Linked DNA regions of Mus musculus: regions 1 and 2 are each linked to region 3. The links are chromatin contacts, called in public Hi-C and Micro-C maps. All regions are on one chromosome and are shown on one strand. The core of a region is the stretch at or near the end of the contact, and the rest is flanking DNA. Distances in the headings are between cores, read along the strand shown. Region 1 holds the start of Ctdnep1 (CTD nuclear envelope phosphatase 1). Region 2 holds the start of Slc2a4 (solute carrier family 2 (facilitated glucose transporter), member 4). Region 3 holds the start of Alox12e (arachidonate lipoxygenase, epidermal).

Region 1 (4,618 bases), core at 389-2,888, 340 kb before region 3:
TGACTATGCATTAACGTGCAAACATTAAAGCCAGAATGCTTATGTATATACAGCAAACTATCTAAGCGTTTACTGCTCTCTTTTGTTGAGTGAGCAACAGCCTCATTCATGTCCCTTCAGTCAAGCCGGCAAGCTGGTGCTAAAGTCTCTAAAAAAAACCCATCTCGCTAGTCTTTTAATTTTTACTGTTCCAAACCCTACGATACCAGTTTCTCCACAGTATGAGATTCTGTGCTGTCTGTTGAAGAGACGTCCTTAGCAGCTGTAGTCCGAATGAAACCTGTTTTAATGTATACTCACCGGCTGTTGACATCAGAGTCGAAACCTTCGCGAAACTCTTCTTCGCTCACTTCACAGCCCAGAACGTGGACCTGCTCCCCACTAAGGCAGAGATGAAGGAAATATATTGAAGAGTGGGGGTACCGGCTCCCTTTCCGGGAAGGAGAGGAGAAACTGTGGGCTAACTCACCGAAGTGCAGATTTCTTGATAAGAGCCTTCAGGAGACTACGCCCTTCCCACTCCACGGAATCTGGGGAGAGCCAAGGATGGGTGAGACCTACTGAGCCCTCAGGGCTCCGACCACGACTTCCACCCCTAGCTGGGTATCCATCCCCAGCGGGTCCTCCAGGCTCCCGCTCCTTCAGCCAAGCCCAAGGCTACCACCGCATGCCTTGATCCCTCACCTCGCAAAAGCACCAAACCACCGATGGCCAACAACGAGTCCAGCATCTCTGACGCCTCAGGACGCCTTCTGATGTCGTCACCACCGAGGAGGCGGGGCACTTACGATTGCTTCCAACCTTAAAGGACCGCAAAGTCCGGAAAGAGGAGCCTGGTTTTTTTATGCTCCGTATTCTCAGGGGGCTTACACGGAGGGGCCGCTCCAGAGTCTCTGTACACAGTCCTAGAGACAACATCCTTAATCTACTCTTGCACCATGACTGGAGCCAGAAGGGCCGTTGGAACAGTTATCAGTGGGATGGGGACAAGGACAGAGGTCTCACGAGCTCCAATCCCGAAGAAGGTTCGAACCTGGGAATAAATGATGTCACTCGGCCCCGCCCACACGGCGCCTGGCTTCTCTCCAGGTCCCGCCCCGCAGTAACCTAGTGCGCGTGCGTAACGCTGCACCCCGGGGTCAGAGCAGAGAGCTTTCCTTAACTTTCCCCTCCCTCCTCAGAATGAATTGAGGGAAACAGCAATCCCGGGGAAGTGAATACACGTCACTACCGGAAGTAATGTCAGAGGGGAAGAGGAGGAGGGAAGAGAGGAGGGAGCCCTTTGGGCGGTAAAATGGCGCCTGTCAGAGTGGGAAGCCTAGCTGCAGAGGCTGCAGCCCCGCTCCTCAGCGGCTAAGCGATCCTGACCTCGGGGAGGGGGAGGCCACTCCGGCCCAGCGATCCGTGCCCTTCGGCTCCCCCTCCCCCTCCTCCCCAGCTCCTGCGCCCAGGGGGCCCCCGAGAATCGCCGCGGCCCACCGCGCGCCGCCGCCGCCCCCGCCCGCCCCCTTCCCGGGGCAGACCCCTAGCGCGCCTGCGCAGAAGGCCACCCTTCGCTTCCCCCTTCCCCTCCCATCTCCCTCCCTCCCTTTTCCCTAGCCCCCTCCCCCACTGCCCCCTCCCCCAATTCTCCATCCCCTTCCCTCCTGGTCTCAGAGGACCCTGTCCTAGCCCGACCTGTTTCGGCCTGCAGCCCACGCGAAGTCGTCGGTGCCACTTCCCGCTCATGTGGGCCCCCGCGGGCTGCCCACGCCAGTCCCCCAGTTCCCGGTTCCGCTGGGCTTTCCCTTCGCTGGGGGTGGCTTTCTAAGCCACCCACTCCGTGCTCATCTCTGCAGCCTCTCCTGCCGCTCGGGGCCCCCGTTCCCCCTCCCTGCGGCGGGGGGCTGCCCCCGGGGGGCTGGCGGAGCTGGGCCGCGGGGGCCCCGGGGCCGGCGGTGCCGGGGTCATCGGGATGATGCGGACGCAGTGTCTGCTGGGGCTGCGCACGTTCGTGGCCTTCGCCGCCAAGCTCTGGAGCTTCTTTATTTACCTTTTGCGGAGGCAGATCCGCACGGTGAGTTTGCTTGGGTGCTGCCAGTGGTGGGGTCCTCTGTCCGCGGTGCTCGCGGAATTTTGGATAGTGCTGGGCCTCTGCTTTGGGCCTAGGAAGGGAGCCTTGGCCAGAGCTTTACCCGCTGGAGAAGTAGGACACCTTTAAGCAAGGTTCAGCCCTTAATAAAAGAACCATGATTTTTACTGGGTTTGCTTTCTTTCTTAATCTGCCTAAATGGGATAGGATTTGGCAGTTCTCGGGGGCTAGAATGGTGCTCTCCTTACGAAAGCTAGAGTTGTTGCTAAAGAAAGAAGAGGCCGGGAACACCTGTTTGCTGGTAGCCAGAACTATTGATATGGGCTTTGGAAAGACCCTCCTGTTGAAAGTCAGACTCCTTTGTCAGTGGTGTGGGTGGGTAGAAGGGCATATGGAGCAGGAATTGGAACTTGAGGAAAAGCCTTGGGTGTGAAGGAGCTCCTCCAAAAAGGCTCTGGAATTCTCTAGCTTGTGTGTATGGGCTTATTATTAAGACCCTGGGACAGAAAACGATGCTTTTCCAATAGGCATCTTTAGTTGTCAGATGCACATTAAAGTTGGGTGTCTCATTAGACAAGCTGGCTGTTAGCTGGAGAGCTTGCATCTGAAGGTGGGCATGTTTCTCCAGGCGACTCTAGCGATTATGAAGGGATACTTGGAGTGTAGAGACTGTTTGGATGAACCCAGGTATCTCTGGGTTCTCTCCCTCAAGCTTTTCTCCAAGGTAAACATTGTTTCAGCTACCATTCCTCCCCGCCGCCCCTGCCCCCAGCCCTGGCTGTCCTGGAACTCACTTTGTAGACCAGGCTGGCCTCGAACTCAGAAATCCACCTGCCTCTGCCTCCCCAGTGCTGGTATCAAAGGCGTGCGCCATCACGCCTGGCTTACCATCACTTCTTAATGAACATGCCCTCTGGAGTAAATCTCCTGAAGTCAGATTCTGGGGGGAAATGACTGAGTAGCATGCAGGCTTTGGCAGCCCAGGTCAGAATTCCCAGAAGGACCTTGGTGGTTCTGGTAGAAGAGGTGACTGAGGTGGCTTGGACTTCAGTTCCTTCTCTAGCAGTCTGTTTATTTCTTCCACTTCCTGCTTTAGGGTGAGGATTATTTTGGATGGTGGCTATAAGCAGTCCTAGTCTCCTGAGATAAAATAGGATCCATAGGGTGTGTGAGGCTGGCCAGGTGTGGGCCTAACTCCTGAGGTTTTCTTTATGCTCTGACCTCTCATCCTCTTTCTGACCTTGCTCTGAGAACCCTCCCTCTTTTCACAGCTCCTTTATTTATTTATCTATCTATTTATTTATTTTTGAGTGTGGGGACTAGTGTCCAGCCCAACTATGGAAAGACTTCCTAAACTGCGTTCTTCTGTAAGAAATCCCCCGACCCCACAGCCTTTTGTCCTCCCCTCCCTTCCAGGCTGGTTTCTTCCCCACGCCCTCTCTGGCAGAAACTTGGAGCATTCCCTCCATGCCCAGCATGTGCAACCCGAGATAGCAGGGCAGGACACCCGAGCTGTTTCAGCCCTCCTCACAGGCTCAGGGAGAAAGGAAGGGCAGATGCCTTGGGATTAGAGAAGAGTGGGCCTTTTGGTTTTCAGGCAGGGACTGTGTGGCTTAGGACCTAAGGATGGACTGAAGAGCATTTGTATGTTAGAAGAAAAGAGCAGAGGAGGGAATTGCCAGGCTTTGCGTAGAAGCTCTAGGGATTAGGAAATGGCTTCTGGAGAAGTCTTGGAGAAGGCGAGCTGGAAAGCTCAAGGTGGTGCTGTCCCTGTCCCCTCCCCACCGTTCTGCAACAGTCCTCACCTCACTCTGGCTTTTCGCTAGCCTGTTAGCTTAGCAAGTAGAACTTTTTAATGCTTTCTACATTTCCCTGGGCACCAAGATAAAGAGGCTCTTCAGAGATTCACTACAACTTGTGACTTGGCTAGTAGAAACAGAAGCAGACAGGTGGCTGGTTAAAATAGTCCCAGTGGCCCCTAGCCAGAGGAACTTAGCTGACCTGACACCCCTGGATTCCCTCATCTACTGTTCCTCTCGGTGATCCAAGGACTTCCTTTCCTGATTGCTATTCTCTGCCCACTAAGAGTCTGAGGTTCTTGGTTCCCAATGAGAGATGACAAGAGTCACCAATGAAGAGCCCTTGAGGTGAAGGGTTGGTGGCGCTGTGTATGTGTGTCTATTTCTTGTTCAGTTCAGCAGGATAATATCACACCAAGAAATACTCTGCTGTTAAGTCATTATCCTTGGTACAGTGTTTGAGGCACTGGAAAGTTAGGCATGGCTGAGAGGAGCTCACGTTCTCATGGAGGTTTCATTCTAATGAAGGGGATAAGTTGAGCTGTGCTGTCCCAGGCATGGGGGTGCTTAATCCTTGTTACCTCTTTCCTTGTTCTTTAAACAAGGGTAGTGACAGTGTTCCTAACGAGTTGTTTAGTTTTCATGGTGCTGGGAACTGAACCAAGATTGATCCTAACTGTCTGTTAGATAAGTGTCCTACTACTGAACTTCACCCTTGTCACTGTTACGATTATATATGAGGTTCTAA
Region 2 (4,118 bases), core at 1,590-4,089, 370 kb before region 3:
AGCTGGAGCAAGGACATTGGACGCTCTCTCTCCAACTTCCGTTTCTCATCCTTCAGCTCAGCTAGTGCGTCAGACACATCAGCCCAGCCGGTCAGGCGCTTTAGACCTGGGGGAGGGGAATGTCAGGCTTTAGGGAACCCGAGAGGAGGCCCGGTTACTAGCAAGATGGGGTGGAGGTATGAGCCTGGGCTAGATACAAGGTGAGGGCTCACTCTTTCGGGCAGGCCCCTCCAGGTTCCGGATGATGTAGAGGTATCTGGGGCTCTCAGGACAGAAGGGCAGCAGAATCAGCTGCAGGAGAGCAGGGAGTACTGTGAGAGCCAGAAGCAGTGGCCACAGGGTAGCTGTGCCCAGCATAGACTCCAAGCCCAGCACCTGTAGGAAAAGACAGGAAAGAGGAAAAGTGACTTTGCTCTTCCTTCCAGCCCAAATGCAGGCGTCCTCTCCAACTCCTACTCCAGCTCCCCACAAAGCCAGGTCTTTTTACCTGGGCAACCAGAATGCCAATGACGATGGCCAGTTGGTTGAGTGTTCCCAAGGCACCCCGAAGATGAGTGGGGGCGATTTCTCCCACATACATGGGCACCAGCCCTGATGTTAGCCCTGGGCAGAAGGAAGAAGAGAGAGCCGAGGATAGCTGCATATTCCATATAGAAGCTCATACACATACATTAAGGAGAGCAGAGGCACAGAGTAGAGCCATAGCACCTGTGGGTACCTGAGTAGGCGCCAATGAGGAACCGTCCAAGAATGAGTATCTCATAGGAGGCCGCGGCATTGGCTAGGCCCATGAGGGCGCCCCCCAACACGGCCAAGACATTGTTGGCCAGCATAGCCCTTTTCCTGGCAGGCACACAGAGAGGAGGGCTGGTCACGACACCCATGCTGTGGCCCTCCGTCCTACTCCTCCCCTCCTCTGCCCTCCAGCTCCATACCTTCCCAACCATTGAGAAATGATGCCAATGAGAAAGGAAGAGATCATGCCACCCACAGAGAAGATGGCCACGGAGAGAGCCCAGAGCGTAGTGAGGGTGCCTTGTGGGATGGAATCCGGTCCCCCAGGACCTTGCCTACCCAGCCACGTTGCATTGTAGCTCTGTTCAATCACCTGGTTGCGAGGGAGGGGGGGGAATATGGGAGTAACTCTAGAGACCTTTCTCTTTCCACTGCCTGATATACCCCGCCCACCACACCCCAACAGCTGGTAGGTCACTCACCTTCTGTGGGGCATTGATAACCCCAATGTTATAGCCAAACTGAAGGGAGCCAAGCACAGCTGAGAATACAGCTAGGACCAGTGTTCCAGTCACTCGCTGCCGAGGGGGTTCCCCATCCTGGACAGACAGAAACAAAGGAAGGTATGTCATGTAGAGTCATGTTTGACTTCCTTCAGGGGCCCAGGCCTAGCTGCAGCATGAAGATTCTGGGCTCCATCCAACATACTGGATGAGAGAAAGTGGGCCATATTAGGAATTGTACAAAGATCTCACTGTAAACAGAACGCCACAGGAACCTGGGCATGTAGGAAAAAACCGATCTCTGTGTCCACACCACAGGCAAAAGTTTGAGGATCTGGACCTCAAAATTCCCCTGTGACCTTGAGACAGACTCAAGACTTGTGTGACCTTGGGTAAGTCACTTCCCCACTCTAAACTGAACCTGGATTTCCTCTTCTGTCAGGTGATATTGCCTCCCTCGGCTACCTGTCAGTCTGTGAAAACACTTGAAAAATCAAAATCAACTATAACAGTATCCCAGACAGTGCCTGTTTTATAAACTAATATAAATAATGTTTTAACATCACCTCTAGCCCTTGTCTCTTCCTTCTGGAAGTTCTCTCAGCTTGCTCCAGTAGGCCGTAAACAGGCCCAAGAATGGCTAGTCCAGAAAGGGCGTCTGGGTCATTGCTTTGGGGTAGCCTTTTAGGTCTAGGCCTAGCCAACCCTCAGCTCCTAAACTGGGACCAAGTACTCGGGGATGTGAGGGGGGATTTTAGCAGGGAGAGAGAGCCATGCCCAGGGGAAGAGGAGGGATGGTAGTGAGTGGTGTGAGGGGCGGTGGCAGTGGTGGCTACTGCTGGCGGCACAGTCTGTCTCCAAGAGGAAACCTGAGCTGGGGGGGGGGGCTGACACTCCCCTCTGCCCCTCCACCCACCGCAAGGCCGAGAGAAAGTTCAGCCTCCTGGAAGACAGCCAGCAGTGGGGGTGGGGCCCCCGAAGTGCTCGGGTCCTAGAAACACCGTAAATCTGAACAGCTCCGGGAAGGGAAGGCGAGACTCTGGATCTACCATTCCAAATAGAGTCGTGGGCAGAGTGTCACCCCATGCAGTGCACAGTAGGCTAGGAGACAAGTTCTGGATTCCCGAGAATCCAGTCTCTCAGCCTGGGCGCGTAAAGAGTCTCTCGGACCCACTCTGTCTCTTGGCGGGATTGGAATTTGACAGTCACGGGTTGTCTAGGCTGAATATAAATAGCCAGCCCCCCATCTCCAACCCCTGCGCCTGCGCAAGAACCGCCTCCTAGCTGACCCCAACCCCAAACTCAGCCCAAGAAAAACTGGACCAGATTTCCCAATTCGCCCCGGTATGCTGAACCTTACGTCAGAGCCGATCTGCTGGAAACCCGACGGCATCTTGTTTTAAAAGAAGAAAAGACTCAGGCGCTGCAATAAGAAAAAAATGAATAGGGTATAGGGTCCGGGCCTGGCCGGCACGAGACCCCGGCGTTCGGAAGCCGTGTGCAAAGGGCGGGTCTGGTGGGACTCACTGCCACAACCCACGGAACCGGAGAGCACCAAGGCTCTCCGGGATCTAGTGAGACCCGCTTGAGGGGGAAAGATGCGGAGAGCTGAAGCCACCTCCCCACTCCCGCCCCGCCATAGGACACGCCCTTCACAACACCCATTGGCCAGGAGCCCGCACACCCCAAAAGGCCACGCCCCCACCCCTAGCCCTAGTGCTGGCTGGGGAGACACGCCCCTAAGGTTCCCGCCTGCTTCTGAGTTTTCAAAGTAGGGTCCTTGGAACAAAAGGCTCTTCCCGCCATCCAAAATCTTGGACTGCGAAATTTCTGAAAGAATTGAGTGCAGCTGGTCCCCCTGAAAGGTCGAAGAGGAGGGTATGGGCTACATGTACTTGCCAGGGTACGGGGTAACTCCAGCAGGATGACATAGAGCCCGCGTGTGTGTGTGTGTGTGTGTGTGTGTATGTGTGTATGCCCCGAAGTAACCCGGAGTGGCTATTTTTAGTTCCCACGTTAGGCTCCGCCAAATGTCAGGTCCCGGGTGTCCCAGCCTGTCCCAGGCGGGGGAGGGCAAAGGAGATGGAGCCTTAAAGGGTCCGCGACACGCTTCCCACGAGGAGATGATCCAAGGGACCAATAACTTCCGTTCCTAGTGTATCTGGAGACCATGCCTGATCGTCCTTTCTTTCCACGCATCTCTGGGCGGCGCGCTGCCTACTGGCCCATCCCCTCCACATAGTCTCTACACTGGTTCTTGGAGGGGACCCAAGGGACAGGTGCTCACGCCAGTCACACCACCCTCCCTGAAGTCCCTGAGCCTCCAGGCATGTGCTGGCCGCGTGGGCGACAAGCTTTCCAGAGTCAGCTACTGTTTTGGGTCTACAGCTGAGAGGGCACGACCTAAGCACGTCCAGGGAGAGAGCTGGCGAAGAATGTGGAGAGAGAGCTCAATTCAGAAAAAGGCCCAAGAGAAGTGCAAGGCTTCTGGCGCCACCTAGAGGGAGAGCGAGGAACCTTAGTGGATTGCACCAGGGTAGCTAACTTCTGGGGTGGCTCTCTTCTATTAACCCTTCCCCTGAGAGCTCAATAACCTACAACCCAGCCCTCTATGGAACGCCAGACCTGAGTCTAGCTGCCGCCAGAATGGTACCGTTTATATGACGAACACGTACAAGTATGGACCTCCTTCAAGTTCCTTTTCCCAAGGAGCTAACCAGTCACTTTCATGGTGTCTTCTCAATGTTGGTGTTTTGACTTCTCTTGCACATTGGTTTTCTTCATCCGTACCACTACCACTTTATTCTGGACTATCCTGTCATGACTGCTTTTCTTGCTTCTCCTCTTCCCTGAAGAGGAGGGTGGAGGGGCAAGAAAGAT
Region 3 (4,552 bases), core at 389-2,888:
TGAAGACATCCGTTGAGAACACAGTGTGAGCTCTAAACGTGCCCTCCAGCCAACCCATCATCTCCTGCCCTCTCTCCCCAGTTCTCTCGGATAGCTGGGTTGGAATTCTGATTAAAGAGACTTTAGGAAATTGTGGTCACTGACCAGGCAGAGCAGTCTTTGTATGTGGGAATACTTTCTGGTAATCTTCCAGCTTTTGTACACGACTTACAAAATCTAGAGTCCCCTTAATAGCAAAGTTCTTCAACCTGTGCAAAGAACACCGTGCAAGAAGATCAAGAAAGAGCCCACCTTACAGCTTAAGGCGAAACTGCGCAAACTCAACCAAGTACTCACTCTTTGACCAGAGAGAGGGAAAAATCTAAATCCTTATCCTTCATGAATCTCTGGTTCCGGGGGAGGTCCCGTTCAGTACTCCCTGCTATAGGCAGGATTAATCCCTCCTTCCAGGAGCCCCACCTGGGGAACAGATACGGAGCCTTACGTGAGACAGTGGGTTTGGAGGCTCTAGAGGGCGATCGACAGTTTTCTTGAACTCACCGATACACATTCCTTCTGTTCTCCAGCTCCTGCTCTCGATACTTCCTAAACAGGTTCTGAGTGTCATCAGTTACCTTCAGGGCTGGAAGAAGCAGACACAAAAGTGTGTCCTCTTAGGGCACCGCTCTGTGCCCTCCATCTCATCCTTTCTCGTCTCCCCCGCTCCCCTCTATCTCTAATCTTTTCTGTAATTTATTTCATAACAAGCCCAACGACCTCCTGCATCCTTCAGCGGCACCGCCAGAGTCCTCACCAGTGCCCTCGGTTAGGCAGATAGTCTCCTTGCCCTGCACCCAACTGTAGCAGGGGAAAAAGGCTTCTCCTTGGGTCCCAGGGCCCTGCACAGTGATGCTCTTGCAGAACCAGTCAGAATCCAATAGGCCTTTCTGTTTGCGCAGCTTCACCGCCAGGAGGCGCCCTAGATGCAAGGGGACGTCGACCTCCAGCTCTGTCTTCTGTGGGATAGGACACAGCTCCTAAGCAAGTCTGGGGTCCTCCGTGTGGGCAGCAGTGTCAGTGAGCCCTCGGAGAAGCTTGGCTTTGGCTCCAATTGCCCTTCTAAGAAGCACTCAAGGAAAGAGACCTGAACCGAGTGGCGTCGAGGAAGGAGCGGGGCGCTCTGCTGGGCTCCAGGCTCCTCTGTGCACCTGCAGCGCTCCCCAGTGTTGTCTCATCCCCGCCCCCTCTTTCTGCCCAGCCCCTCTCTCCTATTCCTTTCTCTGTCCCCTTTTCTCGCAGCCAGCCCACCTGCGCCTGCTATCACTCCCGGATCACCTTCTCAGTGGTTCTCTGGGATCAGGCTTCCTCCCCTCCCCACAGTTCCCAGAACCCCTGCAGAGTCTCAGATCCCCGGTTCTCCGCGAGAGCCCCACGTAGTGGCCGGCACTCACCCTTCCCAGCAGTGGCCGCAGCTGCTTCCCAAGGTCCGCCTCTCCATGCTCGCCCACCAGCCACAGATGCACCAGGTTGGCGGAGCCCGCAAAAACCGAGTCTCCAGTGGCTACGAGGATCTTGTACTTGACCATCTCGGCTGATCCTCTAGAGGGACCTGGGGGGAAACTGCTCTTAAGAGGATCTGAGAGGCTGCCTCCAGAGAGTCACACCTAGACCAGAGTTTGGTGTATTTGAATTGCCCCCGCCCACTCAGGTCCCTCCCCAACTAAGGAGCAGGTATCTGATTCTCACCTTCACTGTCTCTAGATGGTTTGCCAGCAGTTTCCAAAAATGCATCCCTACCTTGTTTTCTTGGCAAGGGCTTCATGCCCAGCCCTGAGCTAAGCACATCAGCTAGCTAAGTCTCACGCCCACCCAATTTTAGTGGAAAAAAAAAGCGCAGCAGGCAGTGATGACAGCAGTAGAAAGGCTTTGGGTGGGGCGCGCTTTTCCGTGGAAGTGAGCTTAGCATCTTGGCAAGGACCAAAGAGTTTTGTTGTTGTTTTTGTTGAGGACAGGTGCAGTAGAGGTGTTCATTGTTCAAACTGGAGAGCCCGAGGAGGGAGTTTGGAATTTCCCTATAGTCTGGAAGTTTCCATTGGACCTCCCTGAAACCTGATCTTTGAAGACAAAGCTTTAGGCTGAGCACCCATACTGTGGACAAACTGCAGGGAAGGGGACAGGGAAAGGAACAGGAGAGAGGACTCTCTTCAGGACTAAGTCTTCCCACCACATCTCCCAGAGTTCGGCCCCCCTTCCTCCTCAGAGCGAGTACAGGGGTATACCTCTCTGTCCTGTGACACTCCTGCCTCTGTCCAGGTGCTCCTGTGCTCCTGTGGACAAAAGTCCCTGAATCCACAATGGATTTTGCTTAAGAGCTAACTACTTAACTAACTGATCCCTTGCCTCGTGGTCGAAGAGTCCGTCAAAACATGCGGCTGAGAGCCGGGCGTGGTGCACGCCTTTAATCCCAGCACTCGGGAGGCAGAGGCAGGCGGATTTCTGAGTTCGAGGCCAGCCTGGTCTACAAAGTGAGTGCCAGGATAGCCAGGGCTTCACAGAGAAACCCTGTCTCGAAAAAAACAAAAACAAAAACAAAAACAACAAAACAAAACAAAACAAAACAAAAAAACATGCGACTGAGACCTGAATCTAAAAGTATAGATGTACTTTCTCAGACAAACGGGGGGGGGGGGGGGGGGAGGACACGGACTTGCCATTAGTTTATAGTGGAGCGGGTGCTTGAAGGATCTTGCAGAACAAACACTAAATGCAACTTGTCTAGTTCTTTACCAGTTTTCCCTCAGCCTTTCTTGTTGTTTGTTTTTGGAGACAGGCCCAACCCCTTTCTTGTGTTCCTTTCACTCCAGGACCCCTGCAGAGTCCCAGGTCCCCAGGTCTCTGTGAGCCCAGTTGTGGTCCTGCACTCGCCCTTCCCAGGAGAGCTGAGACAGCCCTGGTTGTCCTGGAACTCACTCTGTAGACCAGGCTGGTCTTGAACTCAGAGAGATCCATCTGCCTCTGCCTCTGCCTCTGCCTCTGCCTCTGCCTCTGCCTCTGCCTCTGCCTCTGCCTCTGCCTCTGCCTCTGCCTCTGCCTCTGCCTCTGCCTCTGCCTCTGCCTCTGCCTCTGCCTCTGCCCCTGGGTGCTGGAATTAAAGGCTTGTGCCACCATGCCTGGCTTTTTATTTTTTAAACAGTTATCTTGGCTACTTCGCATCAGTATCATGGCAGGGCTTTTTAAATGCATCTTGCTTATATAGTCAGAGAATATTCTATTTGATTCTAATTTTAAAAATATAGCTATGCTACCATCCCAGTGCTAATATTTGTTTATGGGTTGCACAATTTTACAATAATCATAGTTCACGTATCCCCCCATTGATACATGTTCTCATTATACTCCATTTAGCCCAGGCTGCCCGGAATTGCAGTTTTTCCATGACAGGCTCCAGAGTCCTGTGTTCTTTCTCATGGGGTGTGTGTGTGTGTGTGTGTGTGTGTGTGTGTGTGTAGACCAGAGAAGAACTTTTGGGAGTATCTTTCTCTATTGATCCCTACCTTATTTCCTTGAGACAAAGCCTCTCACTGGCCCAGGAGTTCACCATTCTGTCTAGGCTGACTGGCCAGTGAGATCTCAGGACCTGCTCATCGCTACTCCCTGCGTGTGCTGGGGTCACAGGCACTCAAAGCCATGCCTAGCTTACTTTGTGGGTCTTGAGGGTTGAAATGTAGGGCCTCCTGTGGCCCTCTTCCCCAGCCTCAAACAACTGTTCTTAGCAGGCATACAGTTTACCAGGCAGGCACTGAAATGTCACACTCTCTCCTTGCTATGTGCATTTGGCATGCTGAAGGCACATGTGTCAGTCTTTTTGGAGGAGATAACACGGTAAGTACCCCAAAAGGTTAGCCCGAGGGTCTGGACATGGAACGATCCTCAAGAGCTCCTGTGTTCTCCACCTCATCGATGCTCAGAGGTGGAGGTCTTCGGGAGGTGACTAACTCAAATTCCTACCCTGACTCTGAACTTTCATTTCTTACATTTGAGTCACCCATCCGTCTGCCACGGCTTAGGCTTCATTACCCGCAGTATTGAGCACAGTGTATTGTCCCTTCTGCCTGTGTCATCCCCCTTTCCCAAGGACAGCAACTGGAAGGAGAAGGGAGAGAAACCACCAGCTCCTGGGGGGTTTTCCAGGTTCTGTGAGACCCACTTGGGTTCCAAGAGATGCCCACAAGTTCTTCCAACAAAACTCCCCTTGCTGCCTACGTTACCTCAAAGTGTGCTTCCAACAAAAGCAAATACAAGACTGAACTCCTAACAGGACTGAGTCCAAGTTACAGATACATGGGAGAAATGACTGATTCATGTAGAGACAGGTCTCAAGAGATGACGTATAGACAGGAGCTGGGTCCCTTTCCTCGGAACCCCCAGTCCCTTTGACTAGTGCTTTGCTCAATGGCTCTTTGGATCAAATCAAATATTTTTCATTGTTTGGTAACATAATCTCATTTCAATAAAATCACTTATTTTGTAATTCTCATCTCAAAGTCCATTCTAGGGCCAAAAAGATGGCTCC

The links. A called contact is a pair of places that touch in the nucleus more often than the background predicts.
Region 1: a Micro-C map of embryonic stem cells shows a contact between it and region 3, with 2.5 times the contacts expected there. The contact joins the promoter of Ctdnep1 here to the promoter of Alox12e in region 3. A contact is called at or near these places in 1 of 484 Hi-C or Micro-C datasets (embryonic stem cells), 2 of 115 datasets of contacts at active chromatin or transcription factors (bone marrow-derived macrophages and microglia) and 1 of 9 other capture datasets (liver).
Region 2: a contact with region 3 is called in a Hi-C map of CD8 T cells, with 2.9 times the contacts expected there. The contact joins the promoter of Slc2a4 here to the promoter of Alox12e in region 3. A contact is called at or near these places in 1 of 39 promoter capture datasets (liver), 1 of 484 Hi-C or Micro-C datasets (CD8 T cells) and 1 of 9 other capture datasets (adipose tissue).

Annotation. Positions count from the first base shown.
Region 1 is chr11:69,979,530-69,984,147 of GRCm38.p6, forward strand. Ctdnep1 (CTD nuclear envelope phosphatase 1) reads left to right here and starts at 1,639. Exons shown (of 8, transcript NM_026017.2): 1 at 1,639-2,056. The coding sequence starts at 1,955. It overlaps Elp5 (elongator acetyltransferase complex subunit 5), which reads right to left and starts at 1,706. Exons shown (of 9, transcript NM_018740.2): 1 at 1,678-1,706; 2 at 685-1,033; 3 at 470-530; 4 at 301-381. The coding sequence starts at 730.
Region 2 is chr11:69,945,351-69,949,468 of GRCm38.p6, forward strand. It overlaps Slc2a4 (solute carrier family 2 (facilitated glucose transporter), member 4), which reads right to left and starts at 2,840. Exons shown (of 11, transcript NM_009204.2): 1 at 2,599-2,840; 2 at 1,218-1,334; 3 at 936-1,108; 4 at 719-843; 5 at 488-603; 6 at 213-375; 7 at 1-106. The coding sequence starts at 2,631.
Region 3 is chr11:70,320,892-70,325,443 of GRCm38.p6, forward strand. It overlaps Alox12e (arachidonate lipoxygenase, epidermal), which reads right to left and starts at 1,639. Exons shown (of 14, transcript NM_145684.2): 1 at 1,431-1,639; 2 at 794-995; 3 at 541-622; 4 at 337-459; 5 at 145-248. The coding sequence starts at 1,565.